2 separate regions of the Sus scrofa genome follow, and region 2 is linked to region 1. A link is a contact called in public Hi-C data. All regions are on one chromosome and are shown on one strand. Each heading gives the region's core, a stretch centred on a gene start, on an enhancer-like site or on the middle of the called end of the contact. The rest is flanking DNA. Distances are from core to core; before and after follow the strand shown. Region 1 overlaps ME3 (malic enzyme 3). Region 2 has its middle 35 kb from the start of PRSS23.

Region 1 (3,911 bases), core at 964-3,463:
GAGTCACTGCTCAGTAGTTTCATATGCACTGAAATTTATGGATGCCTTCTGCAGTTCCAACTGTGTCTTACTTTATTTTACCACCTGACCTGCCCCAGGTATGTAATCTCACAATCTTAGAATACCCGAGCAAGAAACAACCTGTTCCTTTGACCCAACTCCATCCCTTTACAGGTGGGGAAACTGAGGCCTGGAGAGAAAATTATTTCCCTGCAGTCAGTGGTAACTCAGTGGGAAGTTAAGGGAAACTTACCCAGTTGTTTGCTGTCATTCACATAATTTGTGAACTCTCTTCCAAGTTTCCACCCAGCCTGTATTCATCCTGTGCTTTCTCTGTGCTCCAGAGTGCAGCCAATACAAAGAAAAAAACCTGTCCTAAAGTTCAGTTTTCCCTTGAGATTGTAATATGGACAAATATAAAATAATGAGAAAACAGTTTAAAGCAGCATTCCAATTATTCATGTATTTATCAGATATCCACCCATAAATTCATTCATTCATTGACAGATATTTATTGAACATAGCAATAAGTCAGAAATAAGCTCTCAAGAAGCTCAGAGTAGACTGGGAAAAATAGAAATAAGCCTAAATAATTACAGCTGAGCTTCTGTAGATGTACCATCTGCCTAGTTAATGGCCCCACCTGCAGGGGTCAGAGGCCTAGGGCATGTAGGCCTTTGACCACCACCGGATTTGCAAGTTATGGCTTGGAGTTCCCACTGTGGCTCAGTGGGTTTAGGACTCAGTGCTGTCTCTGTGAGGATATGGGTTTGATCCCTGGCCTCACTCTGTGGGTTAAAGGTCTGGCATTGCTGCAAGCTGCAGCATAGGTCACAGATGTTGCTTGGATATGTCACTGCTATTGCTATTGCTATGGCTGTGGCGTAGGCCCCAGGTGCAGCTCCGATTTGGCCCAGGGACTTCCCTATGCTGCAGTTGCAGCCATGTTAAAAGAAAAGAAAAGTCATGGCCTTCTTCCCAGGAAAGAGCCAGCAACTCACCTTTACAAAGAACCTGCTCTGTGCTGGGTGCTCTATCACAACAACCCTTAGGAGTAAAGAAACTGAGGCTCAGAAACGTTAAGTAACTTGTCCAAAATCACCCAGCTAAAAATGGAAGTCTGGACTTGCCCCAAACCTGTCTGACTTCAAAATCGGAGGTGGTTTACTCCAGCCTCTGCTGCCTGCTCTCCCAGGCTGGCCCTCCTCCTTTGTCTTAACTTGCATCCTCATCCTTGGGATAAAGGAAAGGGCCTGAGCTATTGTGATACAAAGATACTTAGCTGCAGTGCCTCTAGAAGAGGAACCTGGGGCTCCTAGGGGACAAGGATGTCACATGGGCTGTGTGACTGGCCACCCCCGTGGAGGGGCTCTGCTCTAGCAGGCACACTTTCATGCTTGCGTTTGTTCACCTAGGCTGGCTGAGCCGGGCAAGCGCAGGGCCCTGGGCATACGGCAGCAGGTTTGTTTGTTCTTCCAACTTGGGTGTCTGAAGTGGATTTGTCCAGAGCAGGGGCTAGGAAAGGGGCTTGGTTAAAGCTCCTTCCTCAGCTGTCCGTGTCCCACGTGCTAAGTCAGACATCTCCCCTGCCCTCGAGGACCCTGCCTCCTCTCGGCTTTGATCTTGTCTCTCCGCTGATGTAGCTTCATCTTTTCTTTTTTCGCTCCCTGACTTGGCCTCACTTGGGTCCCAAAGCCCGCAAGCAAGGACTAGGTTTTCCAGCCTTATTGTCTTCCAGCCAGACTGTTGTCATTCAAGGGAGAATTCAGTGAGTTCCCCAGGAGAGGGGCAGTTTGGACGCTGAGGAAGTCCAAGAGATGACTGTATGGCAAACACTCCGATACAAATGCTACGGTAGTTCACCTGAATGCAGAGGTCAGAACGGGCCAGACTAATCACAGGATCTTCATGGCGACATCAGTGACTCTGTGACAACTAAATCTGTGGGCAGATCAGAGCTGGCCTTAATCCTGTGCCCCAAGTCAGCCAAAGAAAGGGCTGGTGGCTGGGGAAAGTGCACCAGCTTGAAGAACCGAAGGTTGGGGAGTGAGCTGCTGTGTCCTGGAGGAAAATATCAGTACTGGCTTCTGACCTTGGAGAGGTCCAGAGGTCAACAGATCAGCCACCATCCTTGTCCCCGCTCTGGGATTTCTGGCGCCATTTGCGTGTTTTCCCAGGAACTCAGACAAACAGGGAAATTGAGAAGGAAATCCAAACTGTTCCTGAAGTGTTTTCTGTCTGGCCTGGGCTTGCCATCAGAGCGGTGGCTGAGGAACAGCTGCATTATTCTGGTACTTTTGCTTAGAAATTGCTGCTTCCTGTGACTGTCTTATTACCCAATGGGAGTTTTCCCCCCCATCAGGCCAGAATGGCAGTGCCAGGAGCCCGCCAGTCTGGCTGCAGGGCCCGGGAAACACCAGGGGAATCTCCCGGTGTGGGACCTGGGAGGGGAAGGGCCTCGGAGGTCCGCTCCCCACCCCACCGCGGCTGGACTCCCTTCCACAACCTCAGTGCCAAGTGGGACCATGGAATCACATCCAGGGACAGCCTCTTAGCAGCCAGTCTTTGCATCTCTGCCTTATAGGGCACTGGAATCTCTCTGTCCTTCTGACTTCCACCTGTTGGCTCTGCTTTTTTCCCTCAAGGCCTCATTAAGTAAGTCTTCCTAATTCCAGGTCCACAGAAGGGGCCTTCATGTCTTTGAAGGACCTCATTCCTTATGCCCCGTTCCATTGGGATCTCTCTCTCCTCAGGGGCCACATTCCCGCTTTCTCCAGTCAACGGTTTCCAGTTTCCTCGCCGACTGCGTACTTTCCCTGTCGTCCTAGTGACAGCCCCCACTTCCGGTCCCTGCCCCTGAGTAACCAACTGCTCCCTCTCCCATCTCTGGTGGCCCTGTGGTGCCAGGGCTTCATGTCCGTCCCTCCACCAGGCTGTGATGTCCCAGAAGGAAGAACCACGTCATCTCACACTGTAACTGGACTCTGGCTCCTGCCTCCTTCTGACTCCCCAGAACCTCCATCCCCTGTCGTGACGCCTCTCATCTCCCTCCATACTGGCTCCTCTGTTCCACGTGCATATTTGCACCAAAAATGAATCCATCCACCAATGGCTATCACCCTACGTCATAGCCAAGCCTCTTCTTTAAACCCCTGCCGAATGGTTCCCTCCCCACCACACCACCGGAAGTGCTCTGGAAGTTCCTGAAGGCTCTTCCGGGCGCCGGCCCCCCAGCACTTCCGGGTCCCAGGTTTCGTTAACCTTGCCCCGCATCTGACACTGACCACAGCCCATCGTACAGCTCCTGTGGCAGCCACTCTGCTGGTCAGTCTTCCACCTGGCCCGTCCCCCTGCTCATTTCCTTGGCTGGATTCTCTTCTTTCTCCCCTCTCTGGCCCCTGGACGCAGGTGGGCCCCCTAGGTTCTGTCCTTGGCCTTGTTCCCTGCTCAGTGCACATCCTCTGCCCCAAACCCATACGCAACCCCATGACCTGAACGCCCTCTTCCTCTCTGCTGAGCTGCATGTCTCCTCTACTCTTCATGAGCGTGCCCAGCAGGAATGTTAATAAATAATTGTGATATAATATGACATATCCTAGCAGAGATATGCCCAGAATAGCAAGGCAGCCTAGAGAAGAGAAGAATTACTGCTACCCTGAAGGTAGGAACATCGATGAGTCAAGGAAGCCTTCCTGGAAGAGAGGACATTTGAGCAGGGCCTTACCGTTTAAGTAGGAGTTGGCCAGGGTGAAAAGGAGGCCTTCTAGTGAAGATGGGGAGTTGTGTAAGGACCCACAGTAGTTGGGAAGCAGCAGGATATGCCCAGGGTGTGAAAAGATATAGGTGGGAGTTGGGAGCAGGGATGGTGAGCATTAAGGTCGGGGCCAAAGTGGACGCCATTTCAGATGTTT
Region 2 (3,972 bases), core at 576-3,075, 310 kb before region 1:
GGTGAATGTATTCATAAATGGATGGATAGTAGCTTAGTGCTGGCCATCTGAGAGATGACGAGAGCTCCCTCATGATTGACGTCTTTGGCCATCCAGCTGGGCGCCAGCAGATGAGTGCACCTCCTCAGCTCTCAGAGGGCAGGGAGTGGGAGAGTGTGACCTCGTGCTTTTGACAAAGCAGTCACTGTCTTTCACAGCAAAGGACTCGCCCAAGCTCCTGTTTACTCTCTTGGCTTGGATGTGCTCCGGGCAGTGACCACACTGGTGTCTCAGCCAGTGTTTGGGGTTTGTTTCCTTCCAGTGGGACACTGTCACTGTGGACTTGGTGTGCCAGCTTCAGCGCTAGACAATCTTCAAAGTCACAAGGGAAATCACAGCTCTGTTTTTATTCCAAGGACTCTCAGGTTCCCTGCCATGGTACCTGAAGGCCATTTCTCAAATATACCTTTGACTTCTTCTTGCTTTTCACTGCACCTAGAATCACTAGAGGGATGGGAGTTCCCATTGTGGCTCAGTGGGTTAAGGACCTGACATCGTATCTGTGAGGATATGGGTTCGATCCCTGGCCTCACTTAGTGGGTTAAGGATCTCATGTTGCTGTGAGCTGCAGTGTAGGTTGCAGATGCGGTTTGGATCTGGCATTGCTGTGACTGTGGTGTAGGCTGGTAGCTGCAGCTCTGATTCAACCCCTAGCCTGGGAATTTCCATATGCCACAGGGGTGGCCCTACAAAGCCAAAAAAAAAAAAAAGTCACTAGAAGTAGGAGTTCACAATTGGGTTATAACCCTATTCTGCTACCCTCTGGCTCTGTGAACTTGAATGAGTTACTGAATTGCTCTGTGCCTCTGTCCCCTCATCTGTAGAACAGAGGTCGTGAAGATTAAGCAATATGCATGTGACGTATTTAGCATCACAGCTGTCAGGGGTCTCCATAGAGGTAAAGCCAATAGATTGTCTGTAATACAAATTTCTTATGAGGATTTGGCTCATGTGACATGGAGGCTGAGAAGTCCCCCAGTCTACACCCTGCAAGCTGGAGGCCCAGAGTGTCATTCCAGGCCTAAGCCACGTCCTGCAAACAGGGAGCTCTGAGGGCAGGAGAAGGTGGACGTCCTGTCAAGCAGGGGTCAGACTCACCCTCCCTCTGCCTGCTGTTCTATTTAGGCCCTCAGAGGATTGGAGGATGCCCGCCTGCCTAGATGATGGAAATCATTTTTACTCAGTCTACTCATTCAAATGCTGATCTCTTCTAGAAACAGACACACCTAGAAATCACCTCATACCTGCCAGCTGTGCATCTCTTAGCCTAGTGAAGTTGGCACATTAACCACCACAATGGCCATGGGTTATATGAAAGGTTAGTTGCTGTATGTCCCTCTCTCTCTCTCTCTCTTTTTTTTTTTTTTGTCTTTTTAGGGCTGCACCCACAGCACATGGAGGTTCCCAGGCTAGGGGTCCAATCAGAGCTGAAGCTGCCAGCCTACACCACAGCCACGGCAACATGAGATCCAAGCAACATCCGCGACCCACACCACAGCTCATGGCAATGCCGGATCTGTAACCCACTGAGCAAGGCAGGGATCGAACCTACAACCTCATGGTTCCTAGTTGGATTCGTCTCCACTGTGCCCTGACAGAAACTCTGTGCCCCTCTCTTTTAAACAGGGCAAGTTGGCCAGGCTTTTTCCATGGAAATACTGAGGGCTCCGAATTGTTACTGCCTTACAGGTGCTGCCTAAAATGGCCCGTCTTGGCGCTCCACTCCCAGAAGAGTCCCTGGCATTGATTGATCATCCTGCCTTGTTAGGGCCAATGACCTACCTTGACCTTCTGGAACATCTGAGTTCCTGGCCACCACTCCTCAAGTCCTGGAATAGCCCAGCCCGCTCTCCTCATCAGCAAGTTAGGACACGAAAGGTATTAGGACCTGCTGAGGTTTCGCTCTCTGGCAGTTGTTGACACAGAAGGCTCTGGGGTGAGAATCTAGACACAAAGAGAGGTTCCACCACCCTGTCCCGGCCTCTGGCAGGTCGGAGTCCACTTTCTTACAAGAACCTTTATTATCCTCATTATTATCATTGTAATAACAATTAGATCCGATTCCCCCCTAAATACTTCAGGGCACTTTTTCTAGGAACAAGGATATTCTCTATCAATTAATAAGTAAACGCACATTGCTGCAATGCTATAAATTAGAATCCTGGTTCAGGTTTCACCAATGGCCCCCTGACATCCATTGGTGGGGCGCCTCCCCCATCCTTGTGAGACGCTGTTCCCGGATTCGGCATGGCCGTTAGTGTCACTTCTTTAGCCTCCTTTAATCTGGAGGTGACACAGAGCTCATGCTCAATCCCTTTGCACTTTTTTTCTTTTTTTAAATGAGAGTTGCAACGTTTATTTCAGGTTCTCTTGGGGGTTTTTTTGTTTTTTTTTTTTTTTCTTTTTTGCCACACAGGCATATGTGGGGATTCCTGGGCTGAGGATTGAACCTGTGCCACACAGCAGCAGCCAGAGCCACAGTGGTGAGAACGCAGGAGCCGCAACCTGCTAGGCCATCCTCGGAGAACTCCCTCCCTTTGCATTTTCCGCTACAGCCCTGCTTCCCCGCTTTCCGTCATGGAGAGAGGACTCAGAAATAAATCATTCAGGGCAAAACCCTGCTTGGCATTGCAGTGGGGCTGTAATGTAGGTGCTGGATTAATGCCAGTGCCTACGAGGAGTCTGGAGGGCCAGGGCATTGGGTACTAGAGCTAAGAAATGTAAATACGGATCTGCCATACTTATTTAAGAACAAACCCATATCTTAGCAGCTCATTTCTTTCGACTTGGCAAAGATACAGGCTGCCACTGAGAGCAGCAGCCATGCCAAGTCAAGCTTGAAAAATCTCTCAACGTCTTCCCTTCCCTCCTCCTCCTTTCCTTTTAAAAGGAATGATCTGAGCTCAGAAATCATCTTATAAATATTTTAACTAAATAATAAAACCTGGTGGCTCTCTGAAGCGAGAAGCCCACAATTAGGCTGGTTTCCATCAGTCAGGGGGTGTTTTCAACAATTCCTGAAACCAGGCACTCTCATTTCTGGCAGCTGGTATCAAACATTAAAATGCACATACAAATCGTGTAAGTTTGAAAGGTTTGTTCAAATATTTCCTTCCATCTTCCAAACTTCTCTCCTTTTTTAAAGAATGGAGGTGACACTGATTTATAACATTATGTATCTTGTGTGCATTATGTTTTTATTTCTGTATACGCTACAGCATGCTCACCCCTGAAAGTTTAGTTTCCACTTGTCACCTTACAGTTGACCCTCTTTGCCCTGCCCCTACCCCTGTCCTTTGTGATAGTACTAATCTGTTGTCTGTATCTATGTGTTTGTTTCTGTTTGGTTTGTTTATTTACTTTCATATTTCATTTTATAGTTATTTGATTTTATATTTGTAAGTGAAATCATGTAATGTTTGTCTTTTCCACCTGACTTATTTCACTTAGCATAATAGCCTTAAGGACCATCCATGTTGCTGCAAATGGCATGATTTCATTTTTTGTTATGACCGAGTAGTATTCCTTGTGTATTCTTTATCCACCCACCTGTCGATAGGCATTGAGATTGTTTCCCTATCTTGGCTATTGTAAATACTGCTGTGATGAACATAGGGTGCACAATTTGTTGTTATGTATTAATAACTGTTCTCTTTATCATTATATAATGTCCGTCTTTGTCTCTTGTCACCTTTTTTGGCTTGAAGTCTATTTGTCTGACATGAGTATGGCCACACACACTTTCTTTCGGCTGCCACTTGCTGGAGTATTATTTTCCATACCTTCCCTTTGAGCCTATGTTTATCTTTAGGGCTGAGGTGAGTCTCCTGGAAGCTGCGTATAGTTGAGATTCTTTTTTATTTTTATTTTTGGCTGCACGCATGGCATGTGGAAGTTCCCAGGCCAGGAATTAAACCCTCGCCATAGCGCCAA

What was found. Hi-C and Micro-C count contacts between places; a contact is called where the count stands out from the background.
Region 2: a Hi-C map of skeletal muscle shows a contact between it and region 1, with 5 times the contacts expected there. The contact joins two enhancer-like sites. A contact is called at or near these places in 1 of 5 promoter capture datasets (liver), 22 of 47 Hi-C or Micro-C datasets (adipose tissue, alveolar macrophages, blood and 10 more) and 2 of 2 datasets of contacts at active chromatin or transcription factors (alveolar macrophages and skeletal muscle).

The regions. Positions count from the first base shown.
Region 1 is chr9:20,325,208-20,329,118 of Sscrofa11.1, reverse strand. All of the region lies in intron 7 of ME3 (malic enzyme 3), which reads left to right. Among named protein-coding and RNA genes, the nearest start is that of CCDC81, 100 kb to the right of the region's middle. Within about 2 kb of position 2,213, at least 9 of the 83 cell types and tissues checked have an H3K27ac peak or open chromatin away from gene starts, as enhancers often do. A contact at or near this core is called in skeletal muscle, where this site is marked.
Region 2 is chr9:20,636,909-20,640,880 of Sscrofa11.1, reverse strand. No RefSeq gene overlaps it. Among named protein-coding and RNA genes, the nearest start is that of PRSS23, 35 kb to the right of the region's middle. Within about 2 kb of position 1,825, at least 2 of the 83 cell types and tissues checked have an H3K27ac peak or open chromatin away from gene starts, as enhancers often do. A contact at or near this core is called in skeletal muscle, where this site is marked.